Linked DNA regions of Mus musculus: regions 2 and 3 are each linked to region 1. The links are chromatin contacts, called in public ChIA-PET and Micro-C maps. All regions are on one chromosome and are shown on one strand. The core of a region is the stretch at or near the end of the contact, and the rest is flanking DNA. Distances in the headings are between cores, read along the strand shown.

Region 1 (3,496 bases), core at 529-3,028:
TTATGACAATTTAGTTTGCCGAGTAATAGCTGTTTGAGCTGTGTCTCATCTGTTTCCCAATTTTCATCAGGAGCAGGAGCCTGCATCAGTATACACTACCCAGTGAGTATCCACTAGTATCTTCGACATTAAGGCTGATTAAAATAATGCTAATGGGACTGGAAATGAATACAGTCAACTGGGTTTTTTGTTTTGTTTTGTTTTTTGTTTGTTTGGTTTTGGTTTTTTGAGACAGGGTTTCTCTGTGTAGCCCTGGCTGTCCTGGAACTCACTCTGAAATCCGCCTGCCTCGGCCTCCCGAGTGCTGGGATTAAAGGCGTGCGTCACCACGCCCCGGCTCTACAGTCAACTCTTAACTTTATATTTATTACGTTGAAAACAGTATACGAAGGCTGAAAAGGAACTAAAAGGTATTGTACCACCTAGAGATTCAATGCAACGCTGAGAAAACAATGTATTAGCCCTCACAATACTATGAAAAAATTTAAATAATTCACTTAATACTGGAAAGAATAAACATGAATACTCTTATCCATCTTCTTTTTCTAAGTTCTCTTGCATATGTAATAGGGAAGCTGAACTTAACGAACCACACTATTCCAAACCAGGTCACAGGAGAGAGTTAAGTCCCCAGTCATCATCCTGTTTCTATTTACTGACTGGTTTGACCCGCAAGCATTATGGTGTCCAGCTTTCCCAACTTATCTTTTAAAACATCTTCTGAGAAGAGCTTTTTTTTTTAAAATTATTAAAAAATGCCTTCTAGAACATTCTAGGAGAACTGTAATTTTAAAAGGCAACGTATCTTGTTTTTTTGTTTTTGTTTTTTAATCTCCAGAAACACTTTGCCCAAGCAAAACAACCCAGTTTTCAGAAAGGTCCGTTATAGTATACTTGAAACTAAGCGTGGATGGAATATAAATTTACACAAGTGGACACTAACTCGAACTCGCTCTTCTAGCAAAGTAGATTTTTTTTTAAAGTGGAATTTGAAAACACGCATCTTTCAAATAAAGAATTTTACAACTAGCCTAAAGACAGCGAAGTGCGCTTACACTTCTCGGAGACATTTCCTCTGCACCACGCTGGCACAGCTACGACAACCAGAAACCTCTTGGGGCTTTGGCCCCAACAACCTCTGCCTCCAAAGCCCGGGCGTCCGCCGGCCACTGGCCTCTCGGAGTCGAGTTCCCTACTAGTTCGCTCGCAGCCAAGACACTTCCACGTCGCCCCGAACCACACGCCTCCTTCTCCTCCTCAAATTAAATCGGGCTTTCCTCGCCACCCGCACGCACCAGGGGGACCGAGGGGAAGGCGAGCTGGCGGGAGCGCGGCGAGGGCACGCTCCACAGTCCCGGCCGGCCCGGCACCCACCTGCAGGCCGCGAGACCTGGGACACCGGCGCTGGTGCCCCGTCCTCGCCGAAGACGAGTTTGAAGTCGAGCTCGTCGTGGGCGCCACAGTTTGCAGTAGTCATCGGCGTGGCCCGGGGTGCAGCGCCTCCTCCTCAGGCGGCCGCGGCGGCTCCTCAGCGCCGCTTCATGCTGGGCCGCGCCGGCCAGGAGGTCGCGGCTCCACTGCAAACTTTCCGGGCGGGGCCCGCGAGGCCGAGCGTTCCGTTCCGACCTAGAAAGCTGGCCGAGCGCCCCGCCGCACCGGGAGCCGTCACCGCCGCCGGTCGAGGGTGCAGAAAAGCCACGGTCGCCTCAACCAAGGCTCCCCGCCCCCCACCCCCACAGTCGCCGCCACTGCCGCCACCGCCGCCGGCGCGCTCCCGCGCCCTGCAGCGCGCCCAGCCCCGCCCCTCGCCGCGCTCCCGCCCGACGGGGCAGCCCATAGGCCGCTGGCCCCGCTGACAGCCACGGGCCCCGCCTCCTCACCGACCTATCGCGTGAGTCCTCTGCGAGGAGGAAGTCACGTGAGCAAGAAGCGCCAGAGCCCTGCTCCCTCTCGGAAGTTGTAGTTAAAACTCTCTTTCTTCCGCAGTTTCTAAACCAAGACCAGGGTAGGGCCAATAGCGCTGTCTAATTAGATTGGGAACCCACGTAGGCCAATTGGAGACTATCTTTTTCCCCCTCATCGGGCGGAGCTCATGTCGAGGAAGTGGGTAGCAGAGCGCCAGGGTTATAGGTGTCCGGATATTTGGCCCCACAGAGGTACTTTTCACTTATAGCTGAGTTTAGAGTGGATACGTTCGTTAGACCACCTCAAAAGTTACCACTCATCCCCCGCATCCCTCCATACCAACTTCGATGGCGTAACTTGGAGAGGGCCAGGGATTGGTTCGAACTTTTGGGTAGGTTAGGGTGGAGCCGAAGAAAACCTTGCGAGACAAGTCTGGAGTCGATTCAGAGCCACCCTTCTGGGGTGGGGCCCCGTCTCAGTGGCTGTGCCTTTGTCCCCTCAAGCCGGCCCGGAGAGGATGCCATGCATTCTAGCTAGGCCTCACCTAAATCAGAGGGACCAGGTCTGGTCCTTGACGGAAGTTGAGCAGACACAGAGAAAAGTACCCTTCTTGGCCTCTGCATCTTAGTACATAACCGTGAGACTAAGGCATTGTGACACCCGAGCAAGGAAAGCCCACATATAGGAAGTGACGCTGTCAAAAAGAACCGGCTTTCAATCTTGGTTTCACCTCAAAGAGTCTGCCTTCCCCGGTGAGACATGAGATGGCCCAAGACACCATCCCTTGGAGTCTGGGGACTCAGTCTTGTTTACTTAGCGCATGATTAAGAGAAGGAGTTGGGAGAAGCCAGTGACCACCTCCTCCACGACAGCAAGTCTGATACTACTCACAAAAGCCCCTGGGAGAATGGAGCAAGCACAAGCTCCTTGCAAAGATCTCTGCATCTCAGTGATTCCTGGGCTACTAAGTGAGCCTCAGGGGGACCCCGGCTAAGCCTAGGGTCAGAAGAGCAAGGAATGTTCTGAGCTCGTGAGCCATTCATCTTGGACTGGTTTATTCCTGCTCAGGGCTTTACCAGTACTTATGAGGGACACAGAGATACAGAGATAGTCTCCCATCAGGGTTGAGAGAGAGAGGAATAGCAAATATATAATTACTGTGCAAAGAGATTAGAGCTGTGATAGGAGCTCTGAGGACATTGAACACCCACCCACACGCTACAGGAGTAGTAGAAACTGGAGATCCAAGCAAAAGACGAGCAAAGCTTGTTCCATGGAAGGACCAATGATCAGAAACCAAAGGTGATGCTGTATGAGTGGGCATGGTCACTGGGTGATGCTAAGCTGGAGACTATAATAGTCACTTCTCTATAGAACACTTGGCTAAGGGCATTCAGATCAGCAGGAAGAGGAGGCAGTCAGACTTAATGGCACATGGCTGGAGTGCCAGCACTCACATGGCAGAGGCCAAGATCAGGAGCTCATCATCTCCTCCTCCTCCTCCTTCTTCTTCTTCTTTTTTTTTCCTGAAACAGAGTTTCTCTGTGTAGTCCAGGCTGTCCTGGAACTCATTCTGTAGACCAGGCTGGCC
Region 2 (3,496 bases), core at 330-2,829, 370 kb after region 1:
GACTCTAAGGGATGGCTTCTCTCCAGTCGAGCCAGCAGAGACGAGGGTGTGGGCTTCCGGAATAGCTTCCTAGGCAGGGGATAAGGAGAAGAGGCAAAAGGGACTTCTAGCTCCTTGAAGGATGAAAAGCTTTCACTGAGGCCCTGCCCCACCCCTTGGATTTTCTAAGCCTCACCCAAGGGTTGAGCGAGGGAAGACCTTTTTGATGGCAGCAGCTACATGCTGAGCCAGCTGTTCGAGGGCAGCCACACAGGGAAACTCCAGGACCAGTTCAGGCAGGGACTCCAGCTCAAAGGTGACCTGGGGAAGGAGGAGCCTTTTGGATCCCTGTGTGGTGGAAGCGCTGTCCATTCAGAGTGATATGTGTAGGAATAAATGATCAAGCGGAGTGTATGTTCAAGTTGGGGTCCAGCTTTCTTACCCGAGGGGGTGTTTCCTGTAGTGCCATGGCCTGGACCTCCAGGTAGCTGAATGTACAGTCCACCTGGAAAGCATCAGAGTCATTCCAACTGACTGTTGCTACTCTCTTGAGCCTAGTTCGTTCTTTCTTTCTTTCTTTCTTTCTTTCTTTCTTTCTTTCTTTCTTTCTTTCTTTCTCTTTCCTGAGACAGGGTTTCTCTGTGTAGACCTGGCTGTCCTGGAGCTCACTCTGTAGACCAGGCCTGCCTGCCTCTGTCTCCCTAGTGCCAGGACTAAAGGCGTGCACCACCACCTCCTAGCTTGTTCTTAAAATTTAAAAATTGTACTATTGGGTGTTTGCTGGCATGTTTGTCTCTGTACCACTCTTGTGTGCCTGGTTCCCAAAGATGCCAGAAGACGGTGGTGGGTGCCTTCGAACTAGAGTTCCAACCACTTGTGAGCCCACCTGGTGGTGGGAGAATTGAACCCAGGTCCTCTCTCCACAGCCCATGATTTTGTGGCATCCTGAGCTAGACCTGCCCAGACTTCCCTCCTGTCTGCTGTTGGAAAGTAAAAGCCAGCATGGGCAAAGAAGACAGCTGCGCAAGGCAGTCCCTTGCTGAAGGGGAAGGGGTGTTGGCCCGGCCTGGGACTCACCCTCAGGGGAAGGCAGGTGTGCAGCAAATATGCCCTCCATCGAAGCAGTGCCTGGGGGGAGACAAAAGACTAATACTCTAGGGAAATCAAGTTTCTTTGTGCAGGGTCTGGCCACTGTCCTGAGCTTCACTCCTGGCTACCATACCAGGATATGGCTTTGCTCGGCACCCTCCTGGGGAAGCCAGGTTTTCAACAGCAGCTCCGCCTCCTTGGGCCACAGGAACCTGGTGATCTCGCCTGTGGAAAGACAGTCTACTGGGTGACTTTGGCTCCTCTATTAGGGCCACTCTGTGCCCAAGGTCTGTGCTAGACTGAGTGCCCAGGTATTCATGTGTGGATCAGCTAGGAAGAAATGAAGCGGACTTTTAGGCACTGGCCCTCCCTCCAGAACAAAAACCCCTGGTCAAGTTCCCTAAGGCGCCGAGAGGAGAGGTCTGGTTTGGAGTCAGGCTCTTCATGGCCAGGTGGGCTCCCAGGGCTTACCTCGCAGTTCACAGGATATGTCGTCTGGGGTCTGTGCCATAGGGCCGGGACGGCCCAATGAGCTCTGGCGGGAAAAAGCAGCCGGCAGGAGCGTACACAGGAAGCCAGGGGCCCAGGCAGCAGTGCAGCCACCTGCTCCTCCTGCAGCGGAAGGTACGCGCTTCTTCCTGCCAGGCCGCCCCCGGCCCGGCCCCTCCCCGCCCCGGCTTCGTTGGCTGAGTTCGCCCCGGGTGGGAGGTTGTGGGAGGATGGTCGAATCTTGACTGTTGCTGTCGCTCAGGGACTTTTCCTTCCGCGTACTCGGGTACTCATGGGTGTGGTGTGTAGGGGAGAGGGTCTTGCCTTTTCACCCCTTGCCTGGTGCCCTACTTCCACCCTGCCCCGTAGTCCCGGGCGCAAACACCAGGGGACGCCACCCTCCAGGGGATGCCAAAGGCCTAACTAACTTGATCTATCCCAAGACACAGGTTGGGTAGGTTGGAGTAACTCAAAGGAAGCCAGAGCAGTTGTGTCTCTGTGCAGTAAAAATTACCCACCACCCAAGGTTCTGCCCTGCTCAGATACGAATTTAAGAGTCTGGCAACCTATTTGTAATCCCAGCACTGTAAAAACAGGCAGGAAGAAAAGAGGCTGGGCTGCACCCTTTTTTTTTTTTTTTTCTCCCCGAGACAGGGTTTCTCTGCGTAGCCTGGGCTGTCCTGGAGCTCACTTTGTATAGACCAGGCTGGCCTCGAACTCAGAAATCCACCTGCCTCTGCCTCCCAAGTGCTGAGATTAAAGGCGTGCGCCACCACCACCCGGCCTGGGCTGCACTTTTTAGAGGTGTGCCAGACTTTTTGACTGGACCATGGTTGGTGCCTGCTTTTAATTGGGAGGTCCAGGCAGGAGGACTCTTGAGTTTGAGGTCATTCTGGTCTATAGTCCTTGTCTCAAAAACCAGATTAGCCATAATCCTTTGTAACAGGTTCCTCTCATTTAGATGCGGGCTCTTTGGGAACATCTGTAGCTAATTTATGACCTGAATCTCACTGAAGGCTGGTGCTGGTATTTGTGTTCTCAGGTTGTCTGCATTGAAGTTCAGGGAGGATTCACTTGAGCCTAGAGCTGGGATGAGTATACTAGCCAGAAGCATGCTACCCTACAAAAGGGGCTGATTCAGATCTTACCCACACACCCCCACCCCACAGACTTCATTAAATCCCACTTCTAACTGCCCTACCCACAGTTCAGCAAAAGAGAAAGACAAAGTCTTGGAGAGCAGAAGCAACTATGTATTATAATCTCTTAGGCTTCTGTCCCATCTCTACCTTTCCCAGACAGAGGATGACTTGGGAGTGTCCTCTAAGCGGGACCCTCTCCACCAAGTCCCAGTCACTCTGGTTCATGTTAAGCCCAGGACTTTCTGGCTAACCTGGACAACACAGAGAGACCCCGTGTCTTCAAAATAAAATGGCTAATGGCAGTAGTATTTATCTACATGAAACCGGAGTTCAATTTCTTGTGCTGTGAAGCGACAGCCCTTTAACATGTTTGCCGACTTGCCAACTTCCACCGAAACATAGAAGGTGGAAAGTAGATATAAAGGAGAAACAACTTGGAGGAAGGCAGTGACACTTAGGCAAGTATATGGTATGACATATAAAGGCCGACAGGGACGGCCTCGCTGGAGCTGATACAAAAGAGCTGCAGAACCAGAAGGCCCCTATGCCTCTTAGCCCGAGCCTGAAATTTAACTCTAAGGCCATCTGAAGTCACAAATGACTTATAGGGTGACAAAATTTACTCTCGTGCACGTTATTGTGAAGAATGTGGGTTTTGAAAGCAAAGTAAATGAGTTTTTCTTGACACCTAACCTCACTAGTCTTTTGGAAGCTTTTGACACTAATTATTCTCAGAACTTAATTTTGTGTGTGTGTGTATCTGTGTATGGGTGCCCACAGAGCCCGGAAGGGCATCA
Region 3 (3,496 bases), core at 442-2,941, 280 kb before region 1:
TCAGAATCTTTCCTGGGGATTCAGGAGGAAAAAATGCTACCTAGCAAGGCAGGAAATCACTGTGGAGTCCTATGATGCTGAGCAGAAGGTTTAAAGGCCAGCCAGCATCTTATTTCATGACTGACAGGTGAGAGAAGATCTTCCCAGAAAGGGAGTGGGAGGCAGGCATTTAGACATAGAAAGTAGGGCCAACAGCTAAAATAGAGGAACTGGTGACATTTAGTGGGGGAATTGACAGGAATAGCAGGCACAAATATATTTCTCTAGAACCACAGTAGTAGAAAGACCCTGGGACATTCAGACAAAATCCCAACCAATCCTAAAAGTATGAATGGCATTTAAACTTTTTTTTTTCAACCAGTAGCATCCTTCTAGTGAACATCTTTAGGAGTGGGAAACACCTTAGAAAATAAACATTTTTTGAAGGTGTATGCTGAAATCAGATAAACCGCTGTTCATTTTCAATAACTATAGGTAAATCTCAGCATTTGTTGAGTGCCTCCTGTATGTCAGAGGTTGTAGACACGGAACTATAAATATGAATAATACAGGACTTGCCTCTGCTTTATAAGTTTAGTTTCATGAGGAAGCTGGGTGTGTAAACATGCAAATCAAATAGGGGAAGTAGAGGCTGACAGACACAGAAGATGTGCAACACTCGGCAGAACATCAAGGAAGTCGTCACACATCAAGGCAACATTTAAACTGGGGCTTAAAGGATGTTGAGGAGTTGGAGGACGGCATGATGGAGGGGATCAGAGGAAGAGAGAAAAATCAGTACTCAAGGCTTGCCAGTTTCCAAAGTTCAGAACGATGCAAACGAGAGTGGAGTCCAATTCTCAAGGGACTTTCCAGCTTTGCTGTGAAAAGTGGATTTGATCCCAGAGGCCCGAGGAAGCCTGTGAAAGGTTTTAGGCAGAAGCAGCTCACTCTACCAGAAAGTACTGAAGGAGAGACTGCAAAAATGTGGGGACAAGAAGGAAAGGTCCTAGTGGCGCAAGGAATGTGGCCAGAAGAAAAAAAACAAAAAAAAAAAAACAAAAAAACAAAACAAAACAAAAAAAACAAACAAACCTTCAGTGTCAGAATTAAGGAAAAAATATAAAAGTTCAGATTGAGGTGTGAAGGTCTCCTCCAGTATCCTTTATCTCTGGTGGGGAGGAACCAAAGCGTCTCGCTCTCGATTGGCTCCACCGAGTGTTGCAGCGAGGCCGTCTCGTTACCTTTCTTCCTAGACAGGGAAACTGAGGCCCAGGGTCCTCAAGTAGAAACAGAGAGAAAAAGATAACCGAATCCGTCTTCCAAGACGCTAACCACAGATCACATGTGGTCTTGCAAGGGTCCCAAGGCCTGCCCCACTTCCCCATCCCCCATTCCCCAAGGGGCTGAGTTTGCTATGGAAACAGTCCTCCCACCCTCCTCCGCGCCTAGGGCTCCTCAATGCACTCTGGGAAATGTAGTCCATTTGTTTACAAGCCCGCGGCACGAGCCCACTCCACAGCCCTAAGAGACTACATGTTCCAGCAGGCAGAGCAAACACTTGGGCGGTCTCTGGGGGCGAGGTCCCAACGGAGGGACCGGAACCTCCCAATAGGCAACCTCCTGGGCGGATCCTGCGTCTCCATTGGCCAGAGCAGCTCGCGGGAGGCGGGGTCAGCGGAATGAGGCGCGGAGCTGTTCGCCGCTCCAGGTGCTGAGTCCGAGGGAGGCTCCGGATGCCAGAGCCGCGGTCGCTGTAACCATCGCCGCCGCGAGAGCCGTCTCTAGGAAGCCCCGGTCGCGAGGAGCTGGGAGGCGCCGCGTGCGCTGCCCCGCACCGAGCGCCCTCCTGTGCGCCACCTGAGGTGGGTGCTAAGGACTTGCTTTTGTTTTATTGAGGAGAGGGGGGCCTGGGGAGTTGATGGGACGTGTCCTCGCCGCACTTAACACCATCTGTCCGTGGAGCTGGAGGGACTGACTGCGGGCCTCTTCGTGGCCCAGGGCCTGAGGTCGGAGCAACCTCGGCTGGGTTTTGTCGTATGGTGAAAGAGCTTCTTGAGTGTAAGGGATGAAGGGCTGGAAGACCCTCTCTGGTCTCTCGTAGGAGAGCGTGAAAAAGGCTTGGAGTCTCCCTTTTCCTGCGCCTAAAGTCAAGGCTGCTTGGGTTGTTGAGGATGGAGGGACTGTTCTGGGATGAGAGGTTTGGAGATAGAGGGACCCTTCCTTACAACACCCCAGCTCGAGGCTGCAAACAGGCTGCAAACAGGGATTGGGATGTGACTGATGAGACACCTCCCCTCCTCTTAGACTCTCCTAGGTTTCGAGTTGTTAGGGAGACCCTTCCCTTTGCCCTCCTTTACATCCAGGCTCTCCCCTTATGACTTGCTCACAGTTGGGTTCTTTGTGGGATATTTGTTTTTGGGAATGGAGAAAGTGAAGGGCTGCAGGACTCCTCCCCACCCTGCTCCAAGCACTGATGGATGCTTGGGTCTTCTGTGATGGAGCCGCACCTAAGGTCTGAATAGCCTGGGTGTGGGAGGTGGGTAGAAGTGAGAGTCTGAGGTACCCCTCCCTACCTGGATCTTATTTCCCAGGCCCTCTCCACCTAGATCCAGGTCCCAGGCAGTAGAGAGTGGAGATCATCTCTCTTGCTCCGCCACACCCCGGGAATTAGAGCTCCAGCACCACGGCTAAGAGTCTAGATGGGCACCTGAGGGAAAGGACCCAGTGGTCTCCCTCTCCAGCAACCCGCAGCTCCTCCGCGTTCGCGGATCCTGGAGGGATGCTCCGCTGCATGCCGAGCGCGCTCCAGATCTGGACGCCGAGATCTGGTACCCTGCGAGCAGGGGTTGCTCTCAGGTGCCCGGCTTTCGCGCTCTGCCCAGGCATCCACGGGAGGACAAAGCGGCGGTGGCGGCACTGGCAGGCGTGCAGGGCTGGACTGCGCGAGGGGCGCGGCTGAGGAAGGGGGGCTTCGGGCGCGGCACGGGTAGCTTCCACGGAAACGTGCTAGGAGAAGAGAGAGCGAGAGAGACAAAGCGCGCTCGCTCCTCGCGGGCCCGCGCGAGCCGGGATGGAAAATCCCGAGGGAGGAGGTGGCTGTGCTGTGCTGGGTCCTGTGCCATACACTCTTCTCTGTCCCCACCTTCCAACCCCACTGCCAGTCCTGCCCCAAGAATGCGATGGGATTGATGGTTACTAGAGGCAGGACTTGTGACCACGAGGACAGGGATGACCAGGGACTCTACCTTGCAGTTGAGGGGATCTGAAGAAGCATGCTGACTAAACCCATTCAACCTCATGCCCTATCAGCTATATTAGGACAAATTTGGTTTTGTGGCTAGATGTGATTTTTATTGATAGTGGTGTGTGGGGCAGAGCGTGAGTGAAAATGTGACTGGATGAATGTGTCTGTCCATGCTCCAGTATTCACGCGTGTGCCTTGCTGTGGTGAGGCTATGCATATGGCTGGGGGAGGGGTGGGAAGAAGGAGGAGGAAGAGGAACCAAGCTTAGAT

Evidence for each region. A called contact is a pair of places that touch in the nucleus more often than the background predicts. ChIA-PET counts read pairs in DNA pulled down with a chosen protein or histone mark.
Region 2: a contact with region 1 is called in an RNA polymerase II ChIA-PET map of memory CD8 T cells, with 797 read pairs. The contact joins the promoter of Carmil2 here to the promoter of Nfatc3 in region 1. A contact is called at or near these places in 11 of 39 promoter capture datasets (the 3T3-L1 cell line, the C10 cell line, cranial neural crest and 6 more), 2 of 484 Hi-C or Micro-C datasets (embryonic stem cells and natural killer cells), 8 of 115 datasets of contacts at active chromatin or transcription factors (astrocytes, bone marrow-derived macrophages, double positive thymocytes and 5 more) and 3 of 9 other capture datasets (adipose tissue, embryonic stem cells and liver).
Region 3: a Micro-C map of embryonic stem cells shows a contact between it and region 1, with 4 times the contacts expected there. The contact joins the promoter of Smpd3 here to the promoter of Nfatc3 in region 1. A contact is called at or near these places in 2 of 39 promoter capture datasets (cranial neural crest and pre-B cells), 1 of 484 Hi-C or Micro-C datasets (embryonic stem cells) and 1 of 115 datasets of contacts at active chromatin or transcription factors (pancreatic cancer cells).

Annotation. Positions count from the first base shown.
Region 1 is chr8:106,057,872-106,061,367 of GRCm38.p6, reverse strand. It overlaps Nfatc3 (nuclear factor of activated T cells, cytoplasmic, calcineurin dependent 3), which reads right to left and starts at 1,778. Exons shown (of 10, transcript NM_010901.3): 1 at 1,375-1,778. The coding sequence starts at 1,477.
Region 2 is chr8:105,684,357-105,687,852 of GRCm38.p6, reverse strand. Carmil2 (capping protein regulator and myosin 1 linker 2) reads right to left here and starts at 1,579. Exons shown (of 39, transcript NM_001357333.1): 1 at 1,540-1,579; 2 at 1,202-1,293; 3 at 1,057-1,107; 4 at 422-484; 5 at 176-300; 6 at 1-69. The coding sequence starts at 1,579. It overlaps Gm33578 (a long non-coding RNA gene), which reads left to right and starts at 1,633. Exons shown (of 2, transcript XR_387987.3): 1 at 1,633-1,692.
Region 3 is chr8:106,336,160-106,339,655 of GRCm38.p6, reverse strand. Smpd3 (sphingomyelin phosphodiesterase 3, neutral) reads left to right here and starts at 1,691. Exons shown (of 9, transcript NM_021491.4): 1 at 1,691-1,844.